Regions from separate parts of the Mus musculus genome. Here regions 1, 2, 3, 5, 6 and 7 are each linked to region 4. The links are chromatin contacts, called in public Hi-C, HiChIP or PLAC-seq and promoter capture Hi-C maps. All regions are on one chromosome and are shown on one strand. The core of a region is the stretch at or near the end of the contact, and the rest is flanking DNA. Distances in the headings are between cores, read along the strand shown. Region 1 holds the start of Chuk (conserved helix-loop-helix ubiquitous kinase). Region 2 holds the start of Cpn1 (carboxypeptidase N, polypeptide 1). Region 3 holds the start of Dnmbp (dynamin binding protein). Region 4 holds the start of R3hcc1l (R3H domain and coiled-coil containing 1 like). Region 5 holds the start of Tm9sf3 (transmembrane 9 superfamily member 3). Region 6 holds the start of Cox15 (cytochrome c oxidase assembly protein 15). Region 7 holds the start of Bloc1s2 (biogenesis of lysosomal organelles complex-1, subunit 2).

The links. Promoter capture Hi-C pulls out the DNA fragments that hold promoters and counts their contacts. Hi-C and Micro-C count contacts between places; a contact is called where the count stands out from the background. HiChIP or PLAC-seq counts read pairs in DNA pulled down with a chosen protein or histone mark. Capture Hi-C pulls out chosen DNA fragments and counts their contacts.
Region 1: a contact with region 4 is called in a promoter capture Hi-C map of adipose tissue, with 2.8 times the contacts expected there. The contact joins the promoter of Chuk here to the promoter of R3hcc1l in region 4. A contact is called at or near these places in 3 of 39 promoter capture datasets (cranial neural crest, liver and pre-B cells) and 1 of 9 other capture datasets (adipose tissue).
Region 2: a promoter capture Hi-C map of liver shows a contact between it and region 4, with 5 times the contacts expected there. The contact joins the promoter of Cpn1 here to the promoter of R3hcc1l in region 4.
Region 3: a FOXA1 HiChIP or PLAC-seq map of pancreatic cancer cells shows a contact between it and region 4. The contact joins the promoter of Dnmbp here to the promoter of R3hcc1l in region 4. A contact is called at or near these places in 1 of 39 promoter capture datasets (liver), 1 of 115 datasets of contacts at active chromatin or transcription factors (pancreatic cancer cells) and 1 of 9 other capture datasets (liver).
Region 5: a Hi-C map of CD8 T cells shows a contact between it and region 4, with 5 times the contacts expected there. The contact joins the promoter of Tm9sf3 here to the promoter of R3hcc1l in region 4. A contact is called at or near these places in 1 of 39 promoter capture datasets (liver), 2 of 484 Hi-C or Micro-C datasets (CD4 T cells and CD8 T cells), 3 of 115 datasets of contacts at active chromatin or transcription factors (extraembryonic endoderm stem cells, microglia and thymic regulatory T cells) and 2 of 9 other capture datasets (adipose tissue and liver).
Region 6: a promoter capture Hi-C map of liver shows a contact between it and region 4, with 2.3 times the contacts expected there. The contact joins the promoter of Cox15 here to the promoter of R3hcc1l in region 4. A contact is called at or near these places in 2 of 39 promoter capture datasets (embryonic stem cells and hippocampal neurons), 1 of 484 Hi-C or Micro-C datasets (CD4 T cells) and 1 of 9 other capture datasets (liver).
Region 7: a contact with region 4 is called in a promoter capture Hi-C map of liver, with 4 times the contacts expected there. The contact joins the promoter of Bloc1s2 here to the promoter of R3hcc1l in region 4. A contact is called at or near these places in 2 of 39 promoter capture datasets (liver and pre-B cells) and 1 of 9 other capture datasets (liver).

What each region holds. Positions count from the first base shown.
Region 1 is chr19:44,106,178-44,108,877 of GRCm38.p6, reverse strand. It overlaps Chuk (conserved helix-loop-helix ubiquitous kinase), which reads left to right and starts at 1,401. Exons shown (of 21, transcript NM_007700.2): 1 at 1,401-1,590. The coding sequence starts at 1,486. Cwf19l1 (CWF19-like 1, cell cycle control (S. pombe)) reads left to right here. Exons shown (of 14, transcript NM_001081077.1): 14 at 1-241.
Region 2 is chr19:43,985,105-43,987,804 of GRCm38.p6, reverse strand. Cpn1 (carboxypeptidase N, polypeptide 1) reads left to right here and starts at 1,285. Exons shown (of 9, transcript NM_030703.2): 1 at 1,285-1,739. The coding sequence starts at 1,517.
Region 3 is chr19:43,938,896-43,941,595 of GRCm38.p6, reverse strand. Dnmbp (dynamin binding protein) reads left to right here and starts at 1,398. Exons shown (of 16, transcript NM_028029.4): 1 at 1,398-1,479.
Region 4 is chr19:42,517,540-42,520,239 of GRCm38.p6, reverse strand. It overlaps R3hcc1l (R3H domain and coiled-coil containing 1 like), which reads right to left and starts at 1,435. Exons shown (of 7, transcript NM_177464.4): 1 at 1,383-1,435.
Region 5 is chr19:41,262,598-41,265,297 of GRCm38.p6, reverse strand. Tm9sf3 (transmembrane 9 superfamily member 3) reads left to right here and starts at 1,294. Exons shown (of 15, transcript NM_133352.2): 1 at 1,294-1,539. The coding sequence starts at 1,444.
Region 6 is chr19:43,751,675-43,754,374 of GRCm38.p6, reverse strand. Cox15 (cytochrome c oxidase assembly protein 15) reads left to right here and starts at 1,375. Exons shown (of 9, transcript NM_144874.4): 1 at 1,375-1,553. The coding sequence starts at 1,464. It overlaps Cutc (cutC copper transporter), which reads right to left and starts at 1,352. Exons shown (of 9, transcript NM_001113562.1): 1 at 1,155-1,352. The coding sequence starts at 1,212.
Region 7 is chr19:44,145,018-44,147,717 of GRCm38.p6, reverse strand. Bloc1s2 (biogenesis of lysosomal organelles complex-1, subunit 2) reads left to right here and starts at 1,272. Exons shown (of 5, transcript NM_028607.1): 1 at 1,272-1,359; 2 at 1,661-1,777. The coding sequence starts at 1,302. Pkd2l1 (polycystic kidney disease 2-like 1) reads left to right here. Exons shown (of 15, transcript NM_181422.3): 15 at 1-81.

The sequences.
Region 1 (2,700 bases), core at 152-2,651, 1.6 Mb before region 4:
CTCCATTTTGTTTCTGAACAACAAAAAAACTAAAACAGTCTTGGAAACCTGAAGATTGTGGAGCCTGACAGGAACCATTTTACAGTTAAAAAAATTAAAAGGCCAGGTCTTTAATCTTAGCATTCTGCAGGCAGACCAGTGAGTTTTAAGGCCAGCCTGGTCTACATAATGAGTTCCAAGTCAAACAGGGCTATAGCAATAAACCTTGAGTTGCATTTTAATTATAGAATATTTAAAAAGCAAACTCACTGTAGAAACCAGTTTGAGTAATTTAGACAGAATTATCTTGGCTGGAGTTTTCAGCATCCCTCGAGTACAAATTATGAAACTGCATCCCACCTGTCACTCCTGGCTCTACCATACACAGCAAATGAGGTTTCATCCTGTTACATGACCGTCTCCTCTGCTCTAAAGATGCTCTCTCAGAGCCTCATTTCTATTACCTTCAAGTTTAATATTCCAATTCCATGAAAGATATGAAAATAATAGAAACCAGTTTATCGAATACCACTCACTATTAGTGACCCACAACATCGAATTGCATGCTGACGTTGAGAATTTGATTTTATGCTGACTCTTACACTTTTGAGTTATTAGCATCGCTAGCTTCAGCCCGGTACAAGCTTGTAATCCCAGTCTTGGAAAGACGGAGAAATACGTTCTAGTCCAGGCTGGACTGTATTGAGATCCTGTCTCAGAACAGGACACCTAGAGTCCATGAAGTGGATAACCCACTCAAATGGCTAGGTGGGTTGGCTTTCCCTGTGCAGCCCACCACTCAGAAGTATGCCTCTCTGGACCGAGAGCTCCTCCAGGCTTGTCTTTATAGCCCTGTGGTGCACCTCAGAAACAATTCCAACTCAAGTCGGAGAGAACAAGGCTGATAAACAGTAAGGTCGGTAGGGAGACTCACGAAGTCGCGAAGAAGAGTTTTCACTCTGGAATAAGTCACATCCTTGGTTGGTTTGGGATTATGGAGAGATTCTGATTTACAAGGCTAATGAATCAACAGGGCGGTTAGCGCAGTTTTCTTTAATACTTATGGTGGCCTTAACCGGTGCCGACCGGCGAGTGTGGTAGGATTCGAGGGGCAGAGGGCAGGGCTCTCAAAAAGATGAAATGTGAATGAGGTAGGGACAATGTGGATTTTAGAGTTTGGAGAGAGATCTATTTTAAATAAAAACACGTTGTATGAAACCTTCAAAGAACTAATTAAAAAATATCTATACAAACAAAAATAAAATAAATAGGAACCGCACGCACGATGGTCCTCGCAGGTTGGAAGTTGCCCAGGGCAAGCCGCTGGTGCCCAGTTTCCGGCAGCACCAATCCCAGGGTGATTCCAGGAGCTCGGGGCGGGACTCTGCATGCGGAAGCTAGCGGAAGTGACGCAGTCTCGCGAGACGGAGGACTCCGCAAGCCTCGGCGGCCCGGAACCGGCCTTAGACCGGCGGCGTTGCCTGAGGCGGCTGGCGCTCCCGCCCCATGGAGCGGCCCCCGGGGCTGCGGCCGGGCGCGGGCGGCCCCTGGGAGATGCGGGAACGGCTTGGCACCGGCGGTTTCGGGAACGTCAGTCTGTACCAGCACCGGGTGAGGCGGGGGGCGGGAGCCGTGGCGCGGGCTCTGTCTGGGCGTCCCTGGGACCCGAGCTGTCAGTCAAGGTGGGAGGAGTGGTGGTCGCGACCCTGGACGGGGCTGGGGGCTGGGGCAGTGAGCGAGGGCGAGCGATGGAGCATCCTGCGCTTGTGAGCCTGGGTGGCCGCGGTCCAGGTGTGTCGGAGGTCCCCGGGCAGTGAGTGACAGGCAGCTGTTGCAGCTGTGTGTGGTGATGAGGAGTCTGTACAAAGTCGAGTGCCGATGCGTGTTGTGTGTTTTGTGTATGTGTGTTGTGTGTGTCTCCGTGTGCCTGCTCACACTCCCTCGGGAGCGAGCGGTGTGATCCACTGGAGACTGGACTAGACGAGAAACCTTACGGGTGTGTCCAGAGTTGACCCTTGGGAAACATTGACAGACTTTGGAATTGGAGCGTTTCAGGTAAAAACCAGGGTGAGGGTAAGATGATGAAATCGATCCTTGCTTCGGAGGAAAGAAAATAGAGGGGTTTGTTCTGCAGAAGACAGCTAAGATCAGGCTCAGGAAATTTGTTTTGATTTATCGAAGAACATGTAACCGTTACAACAGCAGTTATTCCTGTCCTTAAAAGGTTTTCAAACTAACAGTCACTTTTCTTACTTTAACGTGTTGTTGTTAATGTTCGGGGTGGAACACAGGACCTTGCACATGCTAGGCAAATGGTCTACCGTTGGGTTACAGCCTCAGCCCTAGTTAATCATGTTTGAGTTGTGGGTCTTTTGAAAAGTCAGTAAAACGCATCTTTTCTCCGGAAAAAAAAATCATATCAATACAAGCCAGTGCATTATTAGTGAGGGTTTTGCTTTCCTGAAGGGTGTAAGGAATAGATCTTGAACACCAATCATTGTAGTATAGGATTTGTTGACTGTAAAATATTTAGAAGAATATACATACATTCTGGGCCTGCTTGAGAGTTGAGTCAGATGGTAACAGAGACGTTAGGAAGTACAAGATAGGTACTGTAATTCCGCTGATAGCTCTCCACTGTCAAGTTATGGCAACCCTCATTACTTGGACTTTTATAAAAGGAGCAGTAAGATAAAAATGGTGTTCTGGAACATCATATAT
Region 2 (2,700 bases), core at 36-2,535, 1.5 Mb before region 4:
AGAGCCACAAACTTAGATATAAAGGTTTCACTGAGCTGTGCTGAAACTCTTTGGGAATACATCTAAGAGTGTGATATCTGGGTCATATGGCAGTCCTATTTTTAATTAAAACAGCAACAACACGTCCTTGCGTCCATAAAGGCTGGGGATTAATTTACATTTCTCTGTGTCATCACCAGCATTTGCTGACGTTAGTCATTCTGGCTGGTGTGAGACTGACTTCCAATCTTGTTTTCATTTGTATTTTCCTGACTATTAAAGATGTTATCCATCTGGATTTAAAAGGCAGCGATTCGGCTCCTTTACTCGTTGGTTGGATTGTTTGATCTTTTGCTTTGTTTTGCTGTTGCTGTTGTTTAAATGCAATGGGTACAGGTATTTTGGGCCCATGCTTGCCTGTTTATCGTGTGTGTGATTGGTGCCTGTGGAGGCCAGAGGGGGCTGTCAGGTCCCCTGGAACTGGAGTTACAGGCAGTTGTGAAGCTGCCATGTGAGTGTAGAACTGGGTCCTCTGGAAAGCAGCCTTTGCTTTTAAACTGCGAAACCGTCTCTCTAGCTCCTATTTAGTTTTGTTTGTTTGTTTGTTTGTTTGTTTGTTTGTGTTTTGAGACAAGGTATAATCAGTTAGCCCTGGCTGGCCTGGAAGACCAGGCTGGCTTCAAACTTACAACAATCCTCCAGCCTCTTTGTGCTAGAATTATAATTGGGTGCCAGTGCATTCCACCTGGGATTTAATTTTTCGAGCTCTTTAAATTCTGGGTACTAATTCTCTATTGGATCCATACCTGGCAGGCATTTTCTCCTGCTCTGTAGGCTCTGCTCTGCAGAAACTAAAACATTTCTACAGTCACAACTGCAGAATCTCATTCTAATTTCCTGAGCTAGCGGAGTGCTACTCAGAAACCCATTTTCTTATGCCGGTGCTGAAATAGGATCATCTTCCTACCATTTGTTACAAAGTATTTATCATTGACAGATACATTATCAACTATGAGATTTCTAATTGTTTGCTCCGAGCAGGTGCCTCATTTCCTCAATTTGTTTGCTTTACCATTAAGATCTTTGAGCCAGGAAGACAAGACAGAGTCGTGCTTCAGAACGAGGTGGGGACGGGTTAAAGGGAGCGGGGCAGATCCTTTGTAAGTTGTAACTAGCACATGCCAACTCTCTTAAAAGCCCCTGGGAATCAAAGGGTTAGAAGCAGCTGTTTCTTGAGGCCTGTTTACCGTCCAGTTAATCAGTAAGCCAGAATCAATGAGCCTCTCAAAGTGGGGATGCGCCGAATCCTTCCAAAAGGGCTTCCAGATTTAGGAGGAGGAAGAGAAATGAGCCCGGAGGGTATTGTGGCTATCCTGGGGCCACAGGAATAATTCCCAGCATAGCAGAGGCGGGTCCCCAGTCTCCTGCAGGTGCGGCGAGTGCAAGGCTGGTTACTCTGTGCTCTGGATCCAGACTGGCAAAGGATTGCTTAGAGAGCGGGAGGGCACATTTCAGAGCCCCTTAGAAGCTCCGCGAGATGCCAGACCTGCCCTCAGCCTTCCTGCCCCTCCTCCTCCTCTCCAAGTTTGTTACCCCGGTGACCTTTCGTCACCACCGCTACGACGACCTCGTGCGGACGCTGTACAAGGTGCACAACCAATGCCCGGACATCACGCGGCTCTACAACATCGGGCGCAGTGTGAAGGGGAGGTACCTCTACGTGCTGGAGTTTAGCGACTACCCTGGGATCCATGAACCCTGTAAGTCTTGAGTGTTTTGGGGGCGTGTTGGGCAAAGAACTCCCTTCCTCTACAAATCCAGATAGAGTGTTCACTGCCCCAGTGGAGAACTCCATGTACAATGTATTTACCTCTTCCTCCACCCAAGAAGAAGGCAGGTGGCCCCACTTGGTTCTCAAGCTCCCCTAGGCCCCGGGGAGCTGCGACCCCAGTTCAGGCTCCAACACATTCCTCTTTTCTGAGTTCTGTTTGCTCAGAACTCCATGGGTAAAGCCCGTCTTCCTCCTGTTCCCGGCCCCCTCTCCTCCTCCCCCCCCCGCCCCCCCCCCATCTTTTTCTCTCACTCCCTCTACCAAGACCCAAAGACTTGGGATCAGGGCAGAAATGGTTGTCCTCCTAGTTCTCCTGGGAGATCAGGTGCGTCCTTTCCAGGAACCATATTGATCCAGCATGATGTGCTAGAGAGATTTTGGGGGTTGGGATATTAGCTTGCTGCTTTATTGTTAGTCTGCTTCTGTTATCAAAGCAATCTGTGTTTGCTTCAAAAATTAGTTCATGACCAGCCTGGAAACATTTAAAAAAGAAAACAAACAAACAAAAAAAGCCAAAAGCAACTCACCAGCTGAAACAAACAAACAAACAAACTAGAAACCAGAAGAGGCAAAACTAAGAAAACGAAGAGGGACCCCAGCACTCACTGATACCTAGTATTTACATAGACTGGCATCTCTCTTCTCAGACACATGATGCAATCCTACATCTCAAATACAAAATGGGAAAATGTCCCCCGCTTTTCTCAGTTCTTCATCTGTGTCGTCAACACAGCTTGACGGCACCATTCTTGGTTGTGTAGTGTGCTAGTCCCTTGTTTTCGTTAGCTGTTTACATTTCGATGAACACTGACACTCTTGTTGTTTTGTTTACAATGGTGACATCTCAGTTAAGTCACATGACTTATTTCAGAGGGTCAACAGCAAATCTC
Region 3 (2,700 bases), core at 149-2,648, 1.4 Mb before region 4:
TCAAAAGAGAAAGTAAGTAAGAAAGAAAGATAATAATACCATTATCTAGGTAGTAGATTGTCATTTTACTTGAAAGGGGGAGAAAAGCTTACTGTTTGACAGGCCGCTGAAGCATTTGATCAATTTCTTTCAAAAACAAAAATCTGGAATATTTATGTTTTACCACAAAAATGCCTTCCTTCAGTGTTCAGACAGCAAAGGAGGAGAATAATGTATGTGAGCAGCAGTTTCACCCCTAGGTACAGCCTCCAAAGAACTGGAAGCAATGGGTCCAGCAGATACGTGTACGATTTGGGTCCTAGCCTTAGCCACAGTAGCCAAAGGGGAAACTCCGCCGAATGCCCAGTGAAGGACAAACGCCTAAACACAACGCAGTATATTTAGCAGTAAAAAGGAAGGAAATTCCGACACATAGAACAGCACAGATGAAACTTAGGGCATTATTCTAACCAAAATAAGGCAGGCACCAAAAGGCCAAGTATTGTAGATTGCATGTATGAGGGTCTTCAGAGTAGACGAATTCTTAAGGACACGAGAGACTAGGAATCGCTGGGAGTGGAGTCCCTGTACGATAAGAGCAGTTTCAGTTTGGGAAGTTGGGGTCCCGGTGCCGGACAAGATGATGGATGCGTAGCAATGTGAATTTACCTACTCTGATGGACTGCACGCACACTTGACAATGGTTCAAACGATACACTTTATGCTATGTCTAGTTTACTACGATTTTTGAAGAGTCAAGAAACAATCTAGCTGATGAGATTTTAAAATAAAGCCTTATCTCTGCTGTGTGTGCATAGTGATATATGATTCCTGCATTCCTCAAATCTGCTAGGTCGGTCCCCGCGCTTGCACCAGCTCCTCCACGCACTTGCGATCTTTAACAGTCAGAAGTCTTCCGGGACTTTTCAGAAACCGGGACGTTTGGTTCTAGTATTCTGTGATTCCTTGCTTTTAAATTCTCAAAATTGTCCTGTGAGACTTTGCTCGGGAGAAAAGAAAAAAAAATCGATGAGGAGTGGGCAGTAACCTGATGGTGTTCCCCTGTAATCCAGCACTTGGAGGAGTGAAGGACGATGGAAGGTTCAAGGCTAGCCTCCGCCTCGGAGTAAGAGAATTCGCGCAGCGGAGAATTTGAGTTCTCTAGGTTGGCGGTAGCGCGAGTGCGTGGGGATCTGGATCCTAGCCTGAGCGAGGTGTGTCGCTAAACGCCCCCACGCAGTCCGTGCCTCAGTTTCCCTGAAAGGCCCTGGGAGCCCGAGCCCTGACGTGGCGGAGCGACGGGCTAGGCGGCCGCCAGGGGGCGCGAGCGCGGGAAACGGAGCCGGGGGCCACCGGACGGAAGCGGCGCTAAGGGAGGCGGGGCGGCGCGGAGTCACCCGGATCGGCCCGCCCGCCCGCCGCCGCTGAGGGGAGGTGACCGCGGCCCGGCCGGGCCACCAGTGGCTGTGCGCGGAGGGAACGCCGAGCGGCAGAGAGCAGGTCGGTGCGGGGCCGGGCGTCCGTGGGGTGGCGGGGTGGTGGGGTAGCGGGGACGGTCGCCTGCGGGGCGCGCGGGGCTTGCGGCGCAGCTCTCGGTCGCGCTGAGCTGCGCTCCGCGAGACGCGAGGCCCTCGCTGTCTTCACTCACGGCCGAGGGGGTGCAGGGGGGGGGGGGCAGCAGCCCTAGGGACCGTCCCGGGGCGCGGACCGGGGGGCGAGGTGTCCAGCCGGGGCGCTGTCACTGCGCCGCCCTGCCTCTTGGCTTTGAGTTGAAGAACTGAGCCCCAGTCCTGCTCCTGGTCACTGCTGCAGCTGGTGGGCATGAGAGGCCGGGATTTCGTGACAGCCAGGCAGCGATGGTTTCCCAAATAACCCGGGACTATTTATATTTAGCTGGAGATGCAGTTTTGGCTTACTGGAGTTTTTAGGTACCCAGGACGATTGCATGCTTGTGTCAGAGGAGGATGGTTGTCACTCGAATAAAGGGGTGTTGGGGTGACCGGACAGGACAGCATGTGGTGTGTATTAAGAGCTGCGAAGGGTGTTTTTAGGGCACAGGGTCGTGTTGAAAAACCAACTTGAAAAGCAAGGTCGCATGTGGGATTATGGCTGGCAAATTCTGTAACCTGTCTGACAGTGTTTCTTTTATAGTCTTGGGAGCACCTTGTGGAACTTCCTAATTAATAATGGTGACAAGCTAGTGATGACACCGATTCTCTGGTAGGAGCATAGTTTGGACTCCACTGTGCTTAGTCGAGTTACATGCCGCTGATAGAGCTGACTAATCAACAGGCGATTTTTGCAGCAAGCAGACCTGATTTCTCAGTTAGGGCTGCATTTATAAAACAGTCGTAGGAAAAGCATAGTCGAGGTGTAGTGTTCAAGTTAGTGTATCCATCGGGCCTCATTCCCCCTAAACTACTGAATCTCGTGATCTCTCAGGCCCTTCCACCGCTAAAGTCTTTCATTTGTATTTGAAGCCGATCCCTCCTGGTGACAACAAAGTCCTAGGAAAACAAAGTTAATTTTACAAATTATGTAGCAGATGTTCAACTTCACTGTCGCTCCCCGCTCCCCCACTCACATAATATTGGGTTGAAATGAGTGAAACCTGTTGTGTGTGTGTGTGTGTCATTCATGTTTCTGTGTTAATGTCACCCAATGGCTTGTCTAGACAGAGATCTTGGTGTGTAGTGGGGAAGTGCTAAGTCTGGCATGGGA
Region 4 (2,700 bases), core at 186-2,685:
AGAGTAATTTTTTTTTTTTTAAAGAGGAGCTCTTCCTGGCCTGGAATTCACTACCCAGACTAGGCTACCAAAATCTCCGAGACCAGCCAGCCTCCGACTCTGGTACTGGGATTAAAGGCTGCTGTTGCTTGTTATTGTTGTTGTGGTTACTACTAGGGAGAGAATTCAGAGCCTTATGCAATCTTACCAATGAACTACAGACACCTCAACCCTGCGCTAAATAGCTCAGGCAGCTATTATTACATGAGTAAGTAGTGCCTGCAACCCACAAACCCTAGACACTGGTGGTTCAGCACCAAGCTTCGGGAGCTCTAAGTCTTAGGGGATGCTTGTCATGTGTAGTGCTTCCAAGAGCGGAAACCGAGCAACAGGGGCAGCTGGCTGTGTGTCGCATGCTGATGGGCCTCGAAGTTTGACACCGATTCCACAGGTGGTCAAGCCCTAATGTCACCTCTCCGCTTGAAACCTTGCTTTAACACTTGTAGGTTTCATCGCAGTTTCTAAAGACACCATTAACTCCGGTCTTCATAAAGACATGACCGTTGATTTTAAAATCCAACTGACCTGGACCACACAAGAGAGGGTACAGGAACTTTATTTTAAATGTTTTCTAGCACAAACGTCTCACACATAGATCATAACACTGAAAAGCATAGTACAAAAGACCCTGCACCCCCTCTTTTTTTTTCCAGACAGAGAAACCAAGGTGGTGGTAATAGGACTACAAAAGACCACAGGTCCATCAAGTGGCCAACCCATCATCCTCTCAGGATTCAGACTCTATAAACCCCGTACTCTTTCCCTCACAACTCAGATGCGACGAAAAAAAAGTTTGTAAGACAACTTTCGATAAAGTGGGTTGGAAGTTTTCTGAGGACCGCCCGAGAAGAGCAGGAAGAACATCCTACTTTACAAACTGTTCCCGGCCAGCCCATAGCCCGGGGGTCCTAGCAGCGGAGCAGAAGTGCCACTGCCCGGGAATCGCCCGCGGCCCCGGGCTGTCCCGAAGCCACCTCGGTGGTCCACAGCTCCGCAGCCCAGAGGGGTCCTAAGACCCCGCTCGCTACCTGGTGACTGGAGACGATTTCTACCAGAAAGAAGCATTAGGGCAGAGGCCCAAGGCAGGCCTCCGGCCCCTTAGAAAACAGAAGAGACCGGAGGGTGGCCCTCCCGCCCCGGGGCTCCAACAGGTCGAAGGGCGGAAGCTTCCCAATAACCTCCGCCCCAGGCGGGGGCCTGCCCCGCGCGTCACCGGAGGAAAAGAAAACCAGCGTTAACACACAGGAGGAAAGAGGGTCCTCTCCCGAGCCGGAGGAAAGACGCGAGGGCAACCAGCACCAGCTCAGGGAGAGAAAGAATCGGGTTCAAGGGTTCGTGGTTACCGGGACGCTGTCGCTCTCCGCTTCCGCTGCCACCATGAAGCGCCTGCTCTTCCGCTCGCCGCTGGGGTGCGCGCCAGGCCTTGGCTCCGCCCACGCCGCGGGACCTCCTGGGAGTTGTAGTCTTCGCGAGCCCCTGTCGCGTCGCGTGGGGGGCGGGGCCGGCAAATGGAGAGGGCGGGAGGGCGTTGACGCTCCTCTATCTCCTGTATCGTCCATCCTCCATCTCAACCCTCAGCTGTGAAAGCGCTCAAATCTTCTCACGTCCTGCTCAATCATAACCGTGTCTCTTTCCTCGTCCACGGGCGAGTTTCTTCGAGCGTAATCTGCACTTAGCGTCTCTACTTCCTTCCTTGTGTGTGCTGAGTTCTACACTGCAGCTTCTGCCCCCCGCAGAAAATGTCCTTGTTGCAGCCAGTGTCCTTGTCGCCAAACCCACTGCAAGTATTTTCAGGCTGTCTAACTTAAGCATTAGTCATTGAAGCTCTTGGACATTATCATTTATTTTCTATGACACTATCCAGCTTTGCCTTCCTCATTCCATGCCGTTCGACTCGGTCTCTTCCTGTAATTCTCCCCCCCCCCCCCGAACTCACCTCTTGAATATTGTTCTCTGCAATTCTTAGAATAAGGAAGGGGAGCGTCCAGCCCGGCCCCTTTTTTTGCTTTAGCTTATCGTACTCCCAACTTCTAGACGACCCTATCTCATTCCTATCTTGCAGACTTGTCAAAAAATGGCTTGAACGCTTTGGTGGCGCGAATGGTATAGCCCTGTGATTGGCAAACAGGTGAAGTGCCCAGGATTCGATCTCGGAACTATACAAGAAAAAAAGAAATATTTGAAAAGTTCATACTGTGTCTCTCCTCTCTGTTCACTGCCTTCCCATCTATCTCCAATGCCTCTTCATCTACATTTGAATGCTAACCAAACCCTGTAGAGGCTCTCTCTCTAGCATTTGAGTCTGTTCTTTATTTCCACTGCCAGATACTTAATTCCCACTTGCTTAGTTTCTTAGCTGATTACTGTTCTCCTTACTGATCTCAGTACGGCTGTGGGGTCCTTACTGCCAAAGGCCGAGTTGTGTAAATAACAAATTTAATCAAGTCGTGTTTGTGTTAAAACCCTGTAAAGACACCATTCGATTGAGTTTGAGAGAAGGAATGAAGGTGAACACCTTGGAGCTTTTACAAAATAGTAGTTCCCAATCCACTACTCTCCTTCCCATCCCTTACCAGATCTGATTATGGGATAGGTTAGATGTGAGCCTTCCTAAAAAGTTTCCCCCTCGGGTGAGCTGACCACTCAGCAAAATGGTTGTAT
Region 5 (2,700 bases), core at 45-2,544, 1.3 Mb after region 4:
TCTAATTCACCTTTTAAAGAGCTGTCTGGTTGGTAATACATTAGCAGTTAACAAACTAAAGAAGCAAACTGGGTCTAGTCTTTCAGCAAGTCACCCAACCTGTGCATCTGTCACTTTTCTGTAAGTGGACACACTAAAGGTACCTGTTGCATAGGGTCTGTGTGAGTATCAGAGTGCCTGGCAGATGAAACCATTACTGATGATTCCACTATGAGTTCTAACTATTCAAGATGTGTTTTGGACAAAAAAGACATAATTTGATTTCTTGGTAGGAAATCATGTTGGTACTCCTTGGGAATGGACAGGGAAGGAAGATTGGTAGTGGGGTCTTCTTCAGACTTCTGCACAGTATGGTGGTATAGAATATTGGCTGTGAGGTATTACACGACCAAATACCAAAACCTGCCTGATACGGATGGATGAGACAATCTTCCTCTAAGTCCCACATTTAGAGAAGTGTCCTTCTGATCATTTCTGAGTCCGTAGTACGTTTTGGTTTGAGATGGGGCCTTGCTACGTAGCCTGGCAGGCTTGGTACTGAGCCTGTAGATAAGGTTGGCTCCAATCTTTCTGCAATTCTGCCTCTGCGGTCCTGGTGCCGGGATTACATGCCTGCACCGCTATGACCCGATTATTTCGTTTTGTTTTCTTTTCTTCTTTTGTCTCACGCTGTAACCCAAGCAAGTATGCAATAAACAACAATCAGTCCAGCTTCCCGAATGCTGGGGCTTACAAGAGTAAGATACCAAACTTAGCTCCTTATTACTACCGGCTCAGATACAGAATATGAGATCAAGTGATTGGAGTGCTGAGGAACTTCCGGACACATTTATGATTGAGGCTGAGAAAAACAATACGTAGGCAGATGAACAAGAATGTCAACTTAGCCCAGATCTCTTGATTGCATAGAAGTCTATAAACAGTACACGGTGATGTTTAAACACCCAACCGACCCTGTCCAAGTTTAATAATCATCGTCCATAAAGAAGCTTGCGGAGCCCGAGGTTAGAGGGAAGGGGTGTTCACGCACGCCGTGGCGAGCTAGGCGCCTGAGCCGATGTCACCCCAGCCCGCCCGCAGCCGGGCGCGCAAGGGCCCAGGCCCAGGTCCAGGCCGAGGCTGAGCAAGCAGCACAGCAGCGGCGACTCGGAACCCTTCAACCCCGCGGCCTGCGCGCGCCGGCGCCCCACGGCCGGCGACGGTTGCGGCCCCGCGTCGGGAGGACTTCCGGCGTGTGCCGGGGTGGCCGGATGACGTGGCTGAGTCAGAGGAAGAGGCTCGGAGGCCGGGGGGCGGGGGCGGCGCGGAGCGGGCGGTGACGGCGGCGGAGGCAGCGGCTGTGCCCGGGCCCCGTGCGTCTGTCCGCGCCCGGTGGATGTGAATCGGCGGCGGCGGCGGAGGAGGAGTCGGTGGGCCGGCGCCCGGCCTGTGGGAGCGCGGAGGATGAGGCCGCTGCCGGGCGCTCCTGGCGTGGCGGCGGCCGCCGCGTTGTTGTTGCTGCTGCTGCCCCGGGCTCGGTCTGACGAGCACGAACACACGGTGAGGCGAAGCGAGCCGCGCGGCCGCCCCCGCCCCAGCCCCGCTCCCAAGCCTGCCGCCCCGCCAGACCCGGCGTGGTCCGAAGGCCCGGGGGGCCCGGTGCAGCCCCGCGGCCGCCCGAGCGCTCCTTCCGGTCGGGCATGGCGGGGCCGGATCCGCGGGAGCTGGGAGGAGGCATTTCCGAGCACTCGGGGCTGCCTGGGCCTTGCTCCGCAGCTCCGCCTCTCGGGGCTGCTGCCCGGGGATCGGCCCGGAGCGGGCTCTGGACCCGGGAAACTGGACGCTGTGCACACAGCACGGCGGAGGATGGATGCGTGGTGATCCAGGCGCTTGCCAACCAGGAAATACCCATCGCTTCGCGCAGGGCTCCGGCCTCTTCCTACCCTTCTCTCTCCCTCTCGCCCGAACCGGATTTAAACCGTGGGGTGGGGACAGCTTTAGGGAAGTGGAGGTGTGAACGGTTTACACGCGGACACGTCTTCACCCTGCACGCACTCGGTCCCCAGGACTCCCTTGCAACTTTCTCCGCGCTCCGTGAGTGCCCAGAGGACGCCCTGTTCGGGTGGTCGGTCCCTAACTGGGACAGCTCTGCCCTTGTGTCACCCAGCCCTCAGGCCACACCCCCACTCACTTTTGCTTTTGGCCTGAAGTTGATTGGCGGTTTATTTAATTGTATCTTCACATCAAAGCTCGCCTATTAATGACTCTTGGAGTGACTTTCACCTAGAGCTGTAACGCTGTGGAATTCACTTATTTATTTTTTTATTCAGAATGGTAGACGCGGGGAAGTGTGGAAAGTCTGATAAACCTAGAAGATTGCTTGGCAAATTGGAGATTGTTTCAAGGTTTTTATCTGTATTGTGATTTTTTTTTTTTTGCCCGAGTAGTTGTGTATTTACTAAATTTAAAATATGTGGAGAACGTTTGGCTGTAGCTGATCGGTGACAAAATGGGAGTACGCTGCTTTTAAGGGGCAGACGTTAGATTTTGTTTGTAGTGAACAAAACTTTGTTTTGATTAGCCAATTAAAAACTCTAAATTAGGCTGTTGTATTTTCAGTCACTGCTAGAATCTAATTGCATGTGTATGCGAGTTTTTTTTTCCAGAGAAACGTTGAATCAGTAACTTTTTTTCTGCGACACTTGTGAATTTTCTCTAAGA
Region 6 (2,700 bases), core at 126-2,625, 1.2 Mb before region 4:
CTGAGCTCATTCCCTGAATGTATTTAAAGTTGGAAGGAGAGAATTAACTCGACAAAGCTGTCCTCAGACCTCCACACACTTACTATGGCACATGTACCCACCCCCACACAATAATTACCAACACACTTTTAAAGTGTTTAATTCATGCTTCATGTATTGATCTCTGCGAGAACAGTCACCACATTCTAATAGTGGTTACTCCTGGGCAATGAATTTGGAATTATTTTTACCTTTCTATATTGCTTGACTTCTTCTACCTGATATTGCTTTTATGATGAAAGATTACTTGGAGAAACAAACAAAAATCTGTCACCTCCTAATAAGTTGCAATAGTCATTGATTTAATAAAAGACTATCAGTCCCATAGATTAGGATTCAAACATTAACCAATGGTCGTAAACAACAATACAGTAACTCCACAAATCTGGTAACAGCCCCACCAGTGGGGCTGAAGATGCTGAAGGAGTATCAGGAGCTCCATACAAAAGTATGGGAATGTCTACAAACTGTTGCAACAGGAGCCTGAGCAAAAAGCAAAAAGTAGGGATCAAAAAAGACATTTGAAGCAGTAGTGCTCAAAGTTAGAGACTCCAGATGGCTTTGGGGAGTCTGTGTCTGTATTTGCCTCTTGGGAGCGGACTGCAGCTTTAGAACACTTAAACACGCTGAGACAGGTATGAGAATCCAACTACCTTCCATCAAGTGAGATATTAAAAGAGATTTGCAAAATACAGAGCATTGCCCCTTTTGCTGTTTTGTTTAGGGATATTTATCCTTCATAAAAGTTATTTGTCTTGACATATTAATAGGCATATCTCCCGCAGGAAGCAACCAGTCATCTGTTACGCAATGGCTGTGGGAACGGATCCCACTCGCCACCCTCGGTGGCAGCTCTAGGTTGTAGAGCTGTCACCACACTTTTATTATCTACCACAGAGACAGGGAGGTGGTATGGTGCCCTCTTGTGGCCCTAGGGGCGGCGGGACGCTGAGGGCACTTGCGAGACTGGCGGGGATCCAGGAGCAGCTGAGGGACTGCGTGACTGCCCGGGACTCCGGAGCACTGAGAAACTCGACCGCGGGAAAGCCTGGCAAGCCGGGACCCACCCCGGGGTCCACCGGCCGACCGCCCCCCTGCCCCGCCACCTTCCGCACCCGCCTTCCCCGACGATATCCACGCCTGTTTCCGCTCGCAAGAAGCCCCTTTCTTCATGCTTCCCGCGTTCCTCCCTCGCTCGCCTTCGGTTTCCACTGAGTCCCCGCGGCCGCGCGAGCGACGGAGGAGGCGCGTCCCCGACGCCCGTGCCCGGCAGCCTCCCAGGGAGTCGTGCGTGCACGCGCAGTGGCCAACCTAGCGCGAGGGGGCGCGCACGACGCCTGACCCGGAAGTGCTTGTTCTTTCGGGAGCGGAGAAGCGGACCGCAGCTCGCTGGGGCGCTCCGGCAGTGGCGCTGTACTGTCAGCATGCAACGGTTGCTCCTTCCGTCCCTGAGGGCCTTGACGGGGAGCCGCAATGTCGGGCTCCTGGTCCCTAGGGTGGCGTCCAGAACACAGGTACCCACTCCTGCTGGCTCGGATCACGGAAGCCGGGCTGGGATAAAAAAGGCCAGGATAAAGTAAACGGACCGCCCTGCAAGTCCGGCTCGCCTTCTCATTTCAGGACATATTTCCTTGTGTCCCGACACCTCCCTGAATGCGGATCCGGAAATATTACCCACTGCTGTGTATGACTGACCAATTTACTTAGCTTTTAAGTTTCAATTTCCTTTTCTGTAGAATGGGAGAACGACCTGTTACACAAGGTGTTTGTAAGGATTAAAATTTTAAATATACATCAAACCCTTAGCACGTGATAAAGGCTCAGTAATTTTTCTTTTCTTTTTATTTTATTTATTTATGCATTTATTTGCACATTTGGTTTTTGCTAAAAGCCACCAGGCAGTCAGGAACTCCTATGTAGCCCCATTCCACAGTGAAGGAAATTGAGACTTACTTTAAGTTGCTTGTCTAAGATACCCAGTTACTTAGAAGTAGGAAACTGAACATACTTTTTTTTTTTTTTTTTTTTTTTTGGTTTTTCGAGACAGGGTTTCTCTGTGTAGCCCTGGCTGTCCTGGAACTCACTTTGTAGACCAGGCTGGCCTTGAACTTAGAAATCCACCTGCCTCTGCCTCCCGAGTGCTGGGACTAAAGGTGTGCGCTACTACCGCCCGGCCAACATATTTTTGCTCTTAGTGTTAGACTCAAAAGAAGACATGTATTCTCTTCTCTGATAATCAGTAGTAAAAGGTGAAAGATCTTTATGGTGTGAAGAGAAACCAGAGAATTCTAGAGTTTGTTATGTTCCTGGAAAAAAAAATATGCCCACATAGTGCCTGCCCTTGAGGAGTCAGTTCATTCAATTGTTAGTTCGAGTACCAAATATGTATTAGGTCTTGCTGTGTAAGGACCCAGTACTACAAAGGGAGCAAGAGGAAGAGCTCCCAGCTTAGTGGGGCATAGGGACAGATCACCTGATACATGACTGTGTGTTAAGGCTTGTGGTAGGGAAGGTACTTTGTGCTGTGACAGTAACCTGTTGTAAGATCCAGGAAAGTCTGGGGCATAACGATGCCAGCCCCGATCTCCAGTGGGTAGTATAAATGGAAGTGTGTGGGAGGGAATAGCACATTTAGAGACTGAGAACCCAGTAAGAAAGGGC
Region 7 (2,700 bases), core at 23-2,522, 1.6 Mb before region 4:
ATGTGGTGGTCTCTGGCTCTCTTCGTCATAGGACAATGTGAGGTTCCAAGGTGATTAGCAATAAAATTCTTTAGAAAACCACGTCTTTGCATTTCCTTCTGGGGCTATTGAGAGAAGAGAGAAGGATAAGAGTGTAAGACATTGTTGTACACTCTCTGGAATGTACTGGGGGCCATGTCAATCTCAGGGAGGTTGCTTCTCCCAGCAATCTTGAAATAAGAAGCCTTGGTTCATAGGAATGTTTGAAACGGCGGGTACTTTGATTATCCTATAGAAAGGAGTGGAGAGAAGGAGAATCAGTCTAGGGAGAATCAGTCTTCAGAGAGGAGATTAGAGGATAACCAAGACTAAGTTAAACTTAGTCAAAAACTCTACACTTAAGATTTTGGATGCTCAGGAGCCTGCATCCTGAAAACCCTTACACACCTCTTTCCCCCTCTCCAGTGACTCTCATTCCCTCACACTGAGCCTTCTATTCATCCCTGTCACCCCCACCTGTTCTCACCACCCCCCTCCCCCAAGCATTCCGTAAACCCGCTAGACGCGTGCAACAACTAAGTATAATCAAGATAACCTATGTGTCAGTGACGTCGGAAGTTTCCTTCAAGAGAGGTCCTTTCAACTAAACATTAGGGGCTAGCTTGCACTTCAAGAGATGTGAGTCAGAGAGTTGATACTAGTCCAAGGCCTATGGGAAAGGTAAGGGAGATTCCATCAAGAATCAAGGCCAAAGCCGGGCGGTGGTGGCACATGCCTTTAATCCCTGATTTCTGAGTTTGAGGCCAGCCTGGTCTACAAAGTGAGTTCCAAGACAGCCAGGGCTACACAGAAAAATCCTGTCTCGAAAAACCAAAAAAAAAAAAAAAGAAGATTCAAGGCCGAAATCTTGTGGGAGACACCCTGTAAAAGCGAATCCCTGAACAATTCTTTGATGAACAAAACATGTCAGGGTGCTGGTGTCTGGGGAGGAGGCCACCTCTCTCCAATAACTTTAGCTGACATGTTATGATGGGTCCACAACCCAAGACAGGCCGTGGCTGGCACAAGTGACCGTTCTAGAGTGTGGCTGCAGGGACGAACGCATTGCCAACCAGGTACTGTGATCTCAGTAACGGGCTAATTCGCAATAGCCTTAGCTTCAGTTTCAGCTTCATGCTTGGACTTTGATAAAAGGTCCTTATTTGAGGTGTGACTTGGGCAAGCCGATCAAAGCAAGGAAGCTGTGAGCAAGCGGCGGGGCGGGGCACCCGCGGGGCGCACGCGCAGATGCCCTTAGAACCGGAAGCAGCCTTGGGTCGGGCATGGCGGCGGCTGCGGAGGGCGTCCCGGCGACGCGACGGGAGGAGCAGCCACCTCGAGGTACTACCCTGTGTGGATGGAGATGCGGCGGCTGATGGTGGGGAGGCTAGGTCCGGATGCAGGAGCCGGTGGACCTGTCTACCGCAGTCAGGGCACTGAGACGAAAGCCTAGCTCCTGAGCATGGGAACGGAGTTGGCGTTTCAGGTGGGCGGGTGCGAGGAGAAGGGACGGGATGGTGGCAGGAGGAGAACGAAGGCGGCGGGAGCCCAAGTCGGGAGGGACTTAGGAACCGTCCGCTTTGGCTGGATTAGGTCTGGGGATAGGACGTTTACTCCTCACCTCCCACCCACACCTTGCCAGATGATGCTGCGGTGGAGACAGCCGAGGAAGCAAAGGAGCCTGCCGAAGCTGACATCAATGAGCTCTGCCGGGACATGTTCTCCAAAATGGCCACATATTTGACTGGGGAACTGACAGGTGATACGCAACCCCTTCTGGCTGATCCCAGCTGTGTATTTGCATTTGACTTCACGGAAATCTGAATGGTGCTTTAGCAGCCTCTGGTCAGTCCATGGTTGAATGGGAGGAAAGGAGCCGCTCTCCCCCTTGTCTTTCCCCAGGGAAGCACACCAACCACTTTTGAAACACAAATCTGCAGGCCTCTTGTCATAAAGGCCAACAACAAGAATTCCACACTGTTAGTCCAGAAGTGCCCCGCCGGGGGAGAAGTATATTTTAAGCAGAGTTGTGAAGGAAATGGAAGGGGGGGGGTACGTGAAACAGTCCAGTTAGTAAAAGAGCTGGAGTAAGCAAGCATTTGATGAAACCTGAAGGTTAGTCTGAAGATTTGCTGACCCACCCGTGGGACACGGTTAGATTTTAGTTCAGTGTCCCTGCGTCTGCATCTGTGTCTGTGTCTGAGGCAGAGTCAGAAAGCAGAGGCTGGACCTTCTGGGGTGACATAAGAACTTATACTGTTTCACTGCTCTGTGAAAAAATTACTCTCTCTCTCTCTCTCTCTCTCTCTCTGTGTGTGTGTGTGTGTGTGGCTTAGAACGACTTTCGAGAGTTGGTCCTCTTCTTAGACCACGTAGGTCACGAGGACCACGCTCTGATCTTCAGGCTTGGTAGCAAGGGCCCTCTCACAGGCCCCACCCCAGGAAATTTTTCTGTGAGCCCAATTTGTGAACCAGGATCTATGAGGAAAGGTTTAGTAGAGAAGTTGGGGGGTTGTAAGTCGCAGATTTTCTCTGCCTGATCGTTCACTTATTTTTGAGCAAGAGAGACCAAGTAACAAAAATCCAGATATATGGGTTCTCCCCACAAATTCTGAAGTCTATCGTAACTTACTTAGTAGGGCTCTACTTGACCAGGGTTTTGCAGCCTTTTAAGAAGACTGG